Regions from separate parts of the Sus scrofa genome. Here region 2 is linked to region 1. Evidence: chromatin contacts called from public Hi-C data. All regions are on one chromosome and are shown on one strand. Each heading gives the region's core, a stretch centred on a gene start, on an enhancer-like site or on the middle of the called end of the contact. The rest is flanking DNA. Distances are from core to core; before and after follow the strand shown. Region 1 overlaps GUCY2C (guanylate cyclase 2C (heat stable enterotoxin receptor)). Region 2 has its middle 110 kb from the start of ATF7IP.

Region 1 (6,036 bases), core at 714-3,213:
TTGCCCTGAGCTGTGGTGTAAGTCACAGATGTGGCTCAGATCCATCATGGCTGTGGCTGTGGTGTAGGCTGGCGGCTACAGCTCTGATTGGACCCCTAGCCTGGGAACCTCCATGTGCCACAGGTGCACCCCTAAAAAGACAAAAAAAGTGCTCTTTTTATTTGTTTTTAATAAATATATATATCATATGTATATAATATATATACTTATATTATTACATATAGTATATATTTATACTTATATATATTTATATATAATTATATAAATAAATATATTTATATTTATATAATGCTTATGAACTATACATTTTATATAAATTATATAATTATATAAACTATATCTATATTTATAATTATATAAACCATATAATTTATATATAATTTATAGTTAATTTTATATTGTAAAAATTATGTACTATATATATGTATATATAGTCTTTTATATTACATAAAATAAATACATGATTTTAAAATATTTATGAAGGCTTTTCTGTTTATGCCACATGTTCTGTAAGCTGTTAAATGCTCAGCCTCTTAGATTCTACTGCATTCACCCCACAGACGTTTACTGAGCACTTCCTGTCCCCAGGTGCTAGTCTAGTTGACCTTGAGGGTTTTCAGAGCTCTGAGTCAAGCAGCTTAGGCAAGGCATTGCTGCATGCCCGCACCTGAATCCCGGCATTACACAGTCAGCTTAGAAGGCAAGCATGTGTGCTGCCCCCGTCACCGGCGTTAGCGCGGTGGAGGGACCTAAAAGCAAAAGCAAGTTGGAGACCCCTGAGCGGCTCGACCCCTCACCCTCTCCGTGTCACTGCTGAATGTGCAGACCTGTGGACGGCCCCGGAGCACCTACGCCGAGCCAGCGTCTCCCAGAAAGGAGATGTGTACAGCTACGGGATCATCGCCCAGGAGATCATCCTGCGAAGAGAAACCTTCTACACCCTCAGCTGTCGGGACCAGAAGGGTGAGTGAGACCCTCGGGGGGAGCCAGCGTGCTAGGCTGACCTAGACCCTGAGGTCCTGTGACCACCTATCAGTCCACTCCCCAGCAAAAGCAAGGACACACCCGCCCTCCATAGGGTAGCTGGAGGGATCCATCGCATCTGAAGGTTAGAGGGCTCTGAAAAGCATAGGACAGTATTCCTCTGCCAGCTGCCACTGCTGTCATATTATTGTGTCTGAAAGAATCTTGCCTTACCATTTCCTGATTTCCTTTTGATTCCAGTAGAAGACTTTGTGCCCGTTTCACACCTGGACTAGATCACTCTAGTGGGACAACATAGGCATTTCAGTTCTTACTGAAAGCAGATCAGTAGTTTTGCCACATGTCCCCTCAGGGGGGGAGTGTTTTATTCCATTCATCCAGTCCTCGATTTACTGAGCACTTAATTATGTGCCAGCTCTTAACCCTCTGGGGGATGGAGGTGGTAAAGGGATATAGTGGGGGCAAGCTGGCGTCTTGCTCAGAGAAAGCCTCCCTATGGCAGGTGTATCTGAGTTAAGTTTTAGAGGGTTAGTAGACTTAACTTAAGGTGACCTCCTGGTGTAAAGGGACACAAGACCCCTTCACCTGGAGACTCCTTCATTTGTTCACTTCTCTCTGTTGAGAACTGGCCTAGGCTCTGCCACAGCCCCACTGGGGACCTATCCAGGGTCGGTGAACCAATTCAGAGGCTGGCAGCCGCTGCTAAAATTTCTTCACACTGCTTTCTTTGTTGTCATTTGCATTATTCTTATCCCATCAGAGAAGATTTTCAGAGTGGAGAATTCCAACGGGGTGAAACCCTTCCGCCCAGATCTGTTCCTGGAAACAGCAGAGGAAAAAGAACTGGAAGTGAGTTCTATCTCCCAGCGTGAATGTCTTTGGGCTGCTGCAGCAAAGTACCACACACACACTGAATTAAAACAGAAACATACTGGTTTACAGTTCTGGAGGCCGGAAGTCTGCAGTGAGTTGTCGGCAGGTCATGCTCCCTCTAGTGGCTCGGGGGGAGAATGTATTCCCTGCTTCTTCCAGGAGCTTCCGGTGGCTTAGACGTTCCTTGGCTTCCGGATCCTCCTCTAATCTCTACCTCCAGGCCACTTTCTCCTCTTCAACTTTCCCTCTGCTTCTCTCTTCTGTAAGAATGCTTGCAACTACGTTCAGGCCCACCAAGATAATCCAGCATTACCTCCCCATCACAAGATCCTTTATCATATCTGCAAAGACCCTTTTTCTAAATAAGGTCAGCTTCACTGGCTCTAGGAGTGGGGACACATCCTTGGGAGCTACTGTCAGCCGCCCATACTCCCAAATCAGGAAAGAGTTCCTTAAGCGCACATGTCACATTCTCAAGGTTTAGGAGCTAAAAGTGTAAAATGTCCATGTGATACACTTACTAAGGTTATAAATATTACCTGCTGATTAAATAGCAAATATGGCAACATCTAGAAACAATAAAGAAATGTACTTTCACTCTTTCTATCCTTCCTCTGAAGAAAATGGAGATTTTTCTCTCTTTGTTTGCTTAATTTTTTTTAAACAATCTCTCACAAAGGCCTTTAAGACCTATGGGGAAAAAAAAATCTAATTTTGGGAGGGAATTTTTTCTGAGCTTTTATAATTCAGGAGATGATAAGTAAATGCTCACAAAATATTTATGGTCTTTTAAAAAAACCCATGTTTTTAACACTTTTGCTCTTTGAAAGGTAAAGATAAAAATATTTTGCTTCAGTTTACAGGCGACCTGCCAGATGAGGTTTAGGGCCAGACTCTGCTGGGCAGGAATGGGCCATTTTTACTTCTCTCTCTTTTTGTCAACATTAAAGGCAGGCTGTGGCCCCAAGGTTCTGAGATCCATCTGCCCCTATAATTGCCACCACCTCCTCCCTTCCTTTCCTCTTGCTTTTCTGAATGCTGGGATTCCTCCCTACACATCAGCATTTCTCTTCTAAAACCCTCCTTTCTAGTCTTTATATCCACATGTTGCTTAAGACCTCTTTCACCAAAGCATCTTCTCCTCAATTCACACATGTAGCTGGATTTGGTTCTGGAATTAGCAGTGAGGAATTAGATTCCGTATCTGGTAGGTGGTTCCCAAAGCATACAGGCCTGAAGCTGGATGACTTGGCAGTGCCTGACGAGCATCTGCTGTTCCATCTGTTGCAGCTTCTGTCCCCTCCTTTCCAAGGCAGGTAGCCTGCAGATCGTTTTCCCAGGCAAGAGCATCACCTAGTGGTGAATCTAGGCAACCACAGTTCTAGACTAGTCCTGTCACTCCCAGGGGACTTGATTAAGGCAAAGAGCACAGACAGGAACTGCTTCTCAAACCATTTGTGGTCCTGTTTTGGGTCATAGTGAAGAACGATCTTTATTTAAAACATGGTTTTTATTATGCTTTTTGATCCCACAAAAGCCGCAAACAGGTGGCACCAAAGGAGATGATGATTCCAAGGGCTTCCTTGTACCTCCCCTTCCTTGCTTCTCTTCTCCACTGCAGTGGGCATTGCATCACCTGGGGAACTTAAAAATGTATAGATTATTGGCCTTTGCCCTTGGAACAACTGGAACATACTTATGCTAAACGAATCATGCATTATCTGAAATTCAAGTTTACCTGAGTGTCCTGGATTTGTATTAGCTAAATCTGAGGACCCTAATAAGGCCCCTTCACAAATCAATTAATTCAGAATCTCCTGAAATCGTAACTTTTGTGAACACTGCTCCGACAATTGCACCATCAGGCATGGTTGAAAACTAATTTCATAGAGCCTCGCTCTCGTTTAGAGTTACTGGCCTCTTACTCACTGAGCTCCGATATTTATTGCCCTTCCCAAAATAAACCCTGCAAATGTCTGGAAAGCATTTTGTATCTCCCATCAACCTGACCTCATCAAAACCAGTACCACCATTTTTATTAGTTTAGGGCTGAAGGGAAGGGTGAGGCAAGGGAGTGCAGGTGGCTGTGACTGAGAGAGGCTACAGGGAACTGAGCCATCCCATCCTCTTTGTCAGAGTTGAGATTTTTTTTTTCTTTTTTGCTTTTTAGGGCCACGCGCATGGCATATGGATGTTCCCAGGCTAGGGGTCCCTTCGAAGCTGTAGCCGCTGACCTATGCCTTAACCCATTGGGAGAGGCCAGGGATCAAACCTGAAACCTCGCGGTGGTTCCTAGTCAGATTGTTTCCACTGTGCTTTTGGAACTCCTTTGTGTTTTTTTGTTTGTTTTTTGAGATGTTTTAAAACTATTCTCCCATCCCTGAACAGAATAAGATAGGATACAGCCCCCTGAGTTAATCTGCCTTGTCTGCCTTTCTAGGTCTATCTGCTTGTCAAAAACTGCTGGGAGGAAGATCCAGAAAAGAGACCAGACTTCAAGAAAATTGAGAATACGTTGGCCAAGATATTTGGGTATTGCTGAAATTTTTACTTTTCCTCACTAATTTCAGACTTTTCTAATAATAGTTGATACTCAGTGGCAGCTAAGTGTGAGAATGTCTTTTCTAATGAAAAATCTCAGACTGCAATTCCCCTCAAAAGAATTAAAGTGATCCAGAGACTAACAGACGATTTTTCTCAGGGAAATAATCACTTGAAAAGTTAAGAATTCGAGGGCAAAACTTGCCTGATTAGAAACTAAATTCCGACTGATCACAAATATATCTGTTAAGGAGTTCCCGTCGTGGCGCAGTGGTTAACGAATCTGACTAGGAACCATGAGGTTGTGGGTTCGGTCCCTGCCCTTGCTCAGTGGGTTAAGGATCCGGCGTTGCCGTGAGCTGTGGTGTAGGTTGCAGACGCGGCTCGGATCCCGCGTTGCTGTGGCTCTGGCGTAGGCCGGTGACTACAGCTCCGATTGGACCCCTAGCCTGGGAACCTCCATATGCCGTGGGAGCGGCCCAAGAAATAGCAACAACAACAACAACAACAACAAAAGACAAAAGACAAAAGAAAGACAAAAAAACAACAACAACAACAACAACAAATATATCTGTTAAAAATAGAGTTCCCTGACACTTCTGCTGGTGATTAGGATTTAGAAGTCTAGTATGAATCATGGAAATCTGCAGAGCCCCTGGATAATTCTTAAGATCCCCAAGTTTCTTAAATTTTTAAAATCTTTTTTTTTTGGTGGTGGTTGTTGTTTTTTATGGCCACACCCATTTCATATGGAGAGTCCCAGGCTAGGGATCAAATTGGAGCTGCAGCTGCAAGCCTACACCACAGCCACAACAACATGGGATCCTAGTTTCATCTGTGACCTACATGACAGCTCAGGGCAATGCCAGATCCCCAGTTCACTGAGTGAGGGCCAGGGATTAAACCCAAGTCCTCATGGATCCTAGTTGGGTTCATTACTGCTGAGCCACAAGGGGAACTCCCTAACAATTTTAAAATCCTAAAATCTGAAACTTTGACCTTAAGCACTTAAGACTGGAGCCATGAATCAGATTATAATTTGGGATCAAAAAAAATAGCACACAATTATCCAATAAGATTAAGTTTTAGATTTCTCATGTTTTCAGTTAGATACAATGCAGGGTGAGAAAAACAGCTCTGAGGTTAAGAGTTAGGTGATCCAGTTTCTAGACTAGGGTCTAATAATAGCTTGTTGGACTTTGGACAAGCCACTTACCCTAACTGGGTGTCAGTTTTGTTGCCAGTAAAATTGGAATGAACAAGATGATTTCTGCAGTTTCTTCCAGCTCTAACTTCTGGAGGTTCTCATTAAGTCAAAGACACAGATATTTAATGAGGCTAAAAAAAGTCCAGGGCTGAGATGAGGGGGAGTGAAGGCAATGAAAATGTGGCCATTGAGTGATAAATCTAAACCATCATTTGTAAGAAAAGGAGCGAGAAATAATAAATGGAATTATAAATGATTCCATTCTTATCCCTTTTCATTTCTTCGCAGATAAGATTGTATATGTGACAGACTGGGACACAGGTTTATCCCCAGTCTGGCATTGCCACAGCTGTCGCTAAGGTCGAAACTGTGGCTCGGATCTGATCCCTGGCCGGGGAGCTCCATATGCCGAGGGACAGCCAAAAAAAGAA
Region 2 (6,333 bases), core at 412-2,911, 380 kb after region 1:
TTAAACACTGGAACAGAACATGCTGTGTCTGCCCTCTTTCTGCTTGCTATTCCTTCTGCATGGGGTGACCTTCCTCCTGTGATCATCCTGGCAAACACTTCTCATCTTTCAGTGTCTCAGTCCTTTCCTTGGTGAAGTCTTGTATGACTCCCAAGATGGAGTTAAGTGAGCTGGCCTTCCCAGTACAGAGCAACTTGCTGTATTAGAGCAAGATCCAACTGGGAGTTCCCGTCGTGGTGCAGTGGTTAACGAATCCGACTAGGAACCATGAGGTTGCGGGTTCCATCCCTGCCCTTGCTCAGCAGGTTGATGATCCGGCGTTGCCATGAGCTGTGGTGTAGGTTGCAGACGCGGCTTGGATCTCGCGTTGCTGTGGCTCTGGCGTAGGCTGGTAGCTACAGCTCCGATTAGACCCCTAGCCTGGGAACCTCTATGTGCCGCGGAAGCGGCCCAAGAAATGGCAAAAAGACAAAAAAAAAAAAAAAAAAAATCCAACGGTATTCTAATTTGTTGGGTTTGCCTATCTCTTTGGCAGAATGAGGGTTTAGAGGGCCAGACTGTGCTTAGTCTGAAATACTGACAATATCTGTCTGAATCTTTAAGACTTTATAAGTTTGAATGTTGGGCATGATTAAAGCAGTTTAGAAATGACATTTAAAAGCAAATTAGGAGTTCCCGTTGTGGCTCAGTTGTTAACAAATCCGACTAGGAATCTTGAGGTTGTGGGTTCAATCCCTGGCCTTGCTCAGTGGGTTAAGGATCCGGCATTGCCATGAGCTGTGGTGTAGGTTGCAGACGCAGCTCGGATCTGGTGTTGCTGTGGCTCTGGCGTAGGCCAGCAGCTACAGCTCCTATTAGATCCCTAGCCTGGGAACCTCCACATGCCGTGGGTGCGGCCCTAGAAAATTTAAAAAGACGAAAATAATAATAATAATAAAAATCAAAGCAAATTAACTTTTTTCTCGTAGCTGATGTTATGTCTATGATATTCTGGTTGTAGTTTGTCACTGTGTCTGAAATGATGCTTTATATATATTTTATGAATAAAAGTTATTAAACTTGCTTTTAAGCACAGTTTATAGATTTTCTTATATATCTACAACCCAAGCTTTAAAAAGTTAATAATTTATGCAAATTTTATAAAGATATTATATAATATTTTATATTTATAGATATATGTCTCTTGGATTTGAGGAATTTTTTTTTGTCTTTTTAGGGTCACACCCCTGGCATATGGAAGTTCCCAGGCTAGAGGTTGAATCAGAGCTACAAGCGGCCAGCCTACTCCACAGCCATAGCAACAAGGGATCTGAGCCATGTCTGCAACCTACATCACAGCTCACGGCAATGCTAGATCCTTAATTCACTGAGCAAAGCCAGGGATTGAACCCACATCCTCACAGATACTAGTCAGGCTTGTTACCGCTGAACTGCAATGGGACCTTCCGAATTTGAGGAGTTTTATCAGTTAAGTCCTGGGATATATGTACTTTTGTGAATAATCACCTTCCTAGAGCCATGCTGTTATTTGATAATAGTTAAGTATTTCTGCATTTCGTTATTTAGGACTAACGGTTCATTTAATAGGTTATTCCCATTTAGGAAGTTAGCAGTGACAGTTGTGGAAAATACCTTAAACATTTCTAAATAGTGCTATACTTTACCAATGCTGCCATCTCCTGGATGCATTCATGCACTGTAGCAATCAAAGAAGCTTACAGTTCATATACAGTGGTTTCCAAAAGGAATGTGGCATGTGGATTTAAAAAGTTTTCATTTTCTCTTTTTCTTTTGTTGTGTTTAGTTTGAAAAGACTTGGATATTTATATATTTCCTAACAACCTCCTGCTGGAGTCAGAATGGTGTAGTACTAGAGTGTAAAATGGATGTACTAAATATTTTAATTTTGTCCCTCTAGATTTATTATCCATTCTTCTCTGCTCTACTTTGTGTCCCAGGAGGTAGAGACTGATCTATATGGACTGTATCAATAAAATTCCTTGACTTTTAACTTCTGATTGAATCTGGGCAATAGGAAGCATTCAAAGACAATCAAAGAGAGAGAAGAGAGTAAAGCTGAGGTGTTCATTTCCCCCCACTCCTCTTCCTATGAGGTCACAGGGCTCTACTCCTTAACTGAAAGTCGTATTTTCTGGCAAGGAGCCTTACCGAAGTATCTCCCTCTATCTAAAGGAAGTAGTAATCACTTTGTCCTCTGTCCTTTATGACCAAGGACGGTAACAGTAGCTATGTGTTGTGAAACCTAGAGCCCTTCACTATTCCCTGTGGTCACCCAACATTCTGCCCAACATTTTGAAAATGATCCTTTTATTAACTATTCATTAAATCACTCCAGCTTGAGTATATTCCCTGCTAGTCTTCTGAAAAAAACAACAGGAACAGTAGGCGTTATCCATAGATAAGGGTTAACTAAATTAAGACCTGATTAGTTCTTAAACAGTGTTGGAGAAAAGAGATAAAGATGAAAGCAGTTAGGGAGTTCCTGTCATGGCTCAGTGGTTAACGAATCTGACTAGGAACCACAAGGTTCCGGGTTCCATCCCTGGCCTTGCTCAGTAGGTTAAGGATCTGGTGTTGCCGTGAGCTGTGGTGTAGGTTGCAGACGCGGCTGGGATCCCACGTTGCTGTGGCCCTGGTGTAGGCTGGCAGCTACAGCTCCGATTCGACCCCTAGCCTGGGAACCTCCATATACTGTGGGTGTGGGCCTAGGGGGAAAAAAAAAAAAGATGAAAGCAGTTAGAAAGAGAAGGATAATGATGGAGGCCAAAGATTATCCGATATTAGAATAATTGCTATTCTTTTAGTGGTTAGAAGCATCCCACCCCCCACCCAAATGGAATACTTGTATTGAATATCTTTATAGGAAAGATTCAGATGTAAAAGAAGAAAAATTTCTTGATAAAAAGGAATAGCTAAATCATCAGATCAAAACTTTACACAATATCAGAAAAATTGATATAGATAGAATGATCAACAATAAGACATGAGAAAAAAAATCATCTTTAAGCAAACAGCTCCCCTCTGAAGTTCCCTGAAAGGAGCAAAAAGAGGGTTTATACTAATATTTAATTCCAGAAGGCATCAAGATTTACAAAGTTCTAAGGCTAAGAAATGTATTAGATTGTAACCAAATATGGCAGATTTCCTTAGTGTCAGGTAACTTCTTGGTTAAAAAATACCCAGAATATCATATTTCACAATAGTCATTTCCAAAGGAGTCTTACTTTTATTTGTAGTCACCAATGAGTATTTTACCATAATGGCAAAGCCTATCTATTAAATTATAAACATGATTTTAGAAAATGCCTGGTAAAATGACAAAATGGTTGTAATTGGTAAACTAAACCCTGTATTTGAAAGATGCCCCTCTTTCTTTAACTTTCAGGGACTTGTGCCATTTGTCAGGGATATCATCCTTGGTTGTGATAAAAAGACCATAAAGTTTACATGGTGTATATTTGTTCCTATATACGTCTTCATTATATCATATGTTAATATAGACCCAAATAAACAGGAGTACACATACAAAATTGTAACCAGGAGTTATGGGTTGAACACCCCAACCAATTCATATGTCAGTACCTCAGAATATGACTGTATTCAGAGATAAGATCTTTAAAGGGTCAGTTAAGTTAAAATGAAATTATTATGGTGCACCCTAGTTCAATATGACACGTGTCTTTACATGAAGAGAAAATTTGAACACAGACCTGTACAGAGGGAAGATGGTGTGAAAATAGAGGCAACAAAGCAGGGGTAAGTGCCCAGGAAATCAGCCACCACCTGTTCAAGCAACTAGCTGTTCTTTCAGTACATGTTGGAGACCAATATTTATAAATACTTTGAGGACCATTGTGTCTGCTCAACACAATATTTGTGATGTTCTGTGATATTTCCAGATAATCAAGGTCTCATCACAAATATTGTGTTGAGCAGCTCAGTTCCCTTGGTCATTTGAGGGCTGATAATCAGGCATTTAATTTTTACCAAGAGTCACTAGATTTCTAGAACATTTCTCCAAAGAGATGTTATTTGCAGAAGGAAACATGGCTTTACTCCAACACTTCAGATAGCTGCCCTGTAATCCTCCCACTTTCTAGTGGCTTTGAGTGGCATTCAGTCTGCTGGAAAATCTTTGTATTATTGAGCCTGCAAGGCCTAAGGCATAAGTGACAGGACAGCTTCTTCATTGTATCCAGGACCTGTTGCAGAGCTTTTTTGTTTGTTTGTTTGTTTATGGGCTCATTCAGGCTGGCAGCACACTCAAATATTTATTACCCTCTAAATTAAGAGAAACCTCAAAGTGTCTCCTTTTTCTCGGTGGGAAGTGCAATGTTCAGCAACTTGTCCTTTATTTTAGAGGAGCTATTCTAACTTGACCCAGACCACTTAATCCCTAGAAACTTCACTAAAGTGTCAGGGCCCTGAATCTAATGGGGCTTACCTCCCATCCCATGCCACAAAATATCTCACTCTGGCAAATATGATGCTTACTATTCCTTGCTCATTTCGTTTTCACTTAGCATGATGTCATCCATGTTGTGGGCTGGCATGTTGTTCTGTGATATCGCCAGATAATCGAGGTCTCTGTAAACTAGATCAAAGGTTGACATTTTTTTTTTGTAAAAAGCCAGATAGTGGATCTGTTAGGCATTGTGAACCATATGTTGCAACTATTCAACTCTGTGGTTATAGTGCGAAAACAGTCATCGTAATACAGATAGCATGTGAGTGTGGCTATGTTTTTAATAACACTTTATTTATAAACAGTGATACTTGAATTTCATATAATTTTCATGTGTTATAAAGTATTATTCATCTTTGGATCTTTCTCAGTCATTAAAAAATATAAAAACCAGAAGTTCCTACCGTGGCATAGTAAGTTAAGCATCTGGCATTATCTCTGTGGCAGTTCGGGTTCGATCTCCAGGCCAGCACAGTGGGTTAAGGATCTGGTGGTGTGGCTGTGATGTAGGTCACAGCTGTGTCTTGGATTTGATCCCTAACCTGGGAACTTCTCTTTAATCAAACAAATAAACAAGCAAACAAAAACATTCTCAGCTTATGAGCCATACAAAGTAAGTGGCAGTCTGGATTTGGCCTGTGGCTTATAATATGCAGATGGCTCGATTAGATTATGGCAGAGAGCAAGAAAATTAACACAGACAACTGAGGTTTTAAAACCTCAAAAGTATGTTGCTGACCCTTCCAGGTGAAAGGAAACTGTTCCTGATTATCATTTTATTTTATTTTATTTTATTTTTTTTATCTTTTCTAAGGCCACTCCCACAGCATATGGAGGTTCCCAGGCTAGGGGTCCAATCGGAGCTGTAGCAGCTGGCCTAGCCAGAGCCACAGCAACTCGGGATCGAAATCGTGTCTTTGACCTACACCACAGCTCATGGCAATGCCGGATCCTTAACCCAATGAGCAAGGCCGGGGATTGAACCCACAACCACATGGTTCCTAGTCAGATTTGTTTCTGCTGCGCCACTACGGGAACTCCCTGGTTATCTTTATACCTTGTTATATAGAAATAAGCACATGGCATGTAAATAGCTGCAGACTGGAAGGGACTGCATTGATTCATTCCACTGAAGAAGCCAAATCTGAAACAGTAGCTTCAATTGAAATCACCACCTAATTAATTTTGATAATCCATAGTCATTCTCCAAGATACTTCTGTCTTCTGAACATGCTACACCATGTTAAATGGTAATATAATAGGATTCATTACCCTAGAACCTTTCAAGTTTTTGGTGGCAGCACTAATCTCTGATATTCCCGCAGGAAAAGTTCAAAATAATAAGAGGGAGTTCCTCTTGTGGCTCAACAGGTTAAGAACCTGACTGCTATCCATGAGGACTCAGGTTGGATCCTTGTTCCCTCTCAGTGAGTTAAGTATCTGGCTTTGCTGTGAGCTGGGGTATAGGTCAAATCTGGTGTTGCTGTGGCTGTGTTGTAGGCCAGCAGCTGCAGCTCCCATTGAATCCCTAGCCTGGGAACTTCTATAAGCTGTGGGTGCAGTCCTAAAAAAAATTAAAAAAACATGTATATATAAGAAAAAAAATATAATAAGATATAATATATAATAAAATATATATAATAAAAATTAGTTGGAAATTGTTATCTATAGTATAGTAATGATAATTTTAATAATTTAAATATATGTATGTTATGTGCATATAATACACATACAAACATATGCTATTGAAATGGTTATTAACTTGGTTATGCAATTGTGGGTAATTTTCTTTTTTACTTTTTAATTTTTTATTACTTAGTGTAAATATATTCCCTTATAGTTAGAAA

Evidence for each region. Hi-C and Micro-C count contacts between places; a contact is called where the count stands out from the background.
Region 2: a contact with region 1 is called in a Hi-C map of alveolar macrophages, with 4 times the contacts expected there. The contact joins two enhancer-like sites. A contact is called at or near these places in 1 of 5 promoter capture datasets (liver), 24 of 47 Hi-C or Micro-C datasets (alveolar macrophages, blood, brain and 15 more) and 2 of 2 datasets of contacts at active chromatin or transcription factors (alveolar macrophages and skeletal muscle).

What each region holds. Positions count from the first base shown.
Region 1 is chr5:57,879,133-57,885,168 of Sscrofa11.1, forward strand. It overlaps GUCY2C (guanylate cyclase 2C (heat stable enterotoxin receptor)), which reads left to right. Exons shown (of 27, transcript NM_214105.1): 18 at 826-963; 19 at 1,745-1,833; 20 at 4,298-4,389. Among named protein-coding and RNA genes, the nearest start is that of GUCY2C, 59 kb to the left of the region's middle. Within about 2 kb of position 1,964, at least 15 of the 83 cell types and tissues checked have an H3K27ac peak or open chromatin away from gene starts, as enhancers often do. A contact at or near this core is called in alveolar macrophages, where this site is marked.
Region 2 is chr5:58,260,425-58,266,757 of Sscrofa11.1, forward strand. No RefSeq gene overlaps it. Among named protein-coding and RNA genes, the nearest start is that of ATF7IP, 110 kb to the left of the region's middle. Within about 2 kb of position 1,662, at least 4 of the 83 cell types and tissues checked have an H3K27ac peak or open chromatin away from gene starts, as enhancers often do. A contact at or near this core is called in alveolar macrophages, where this site is marked.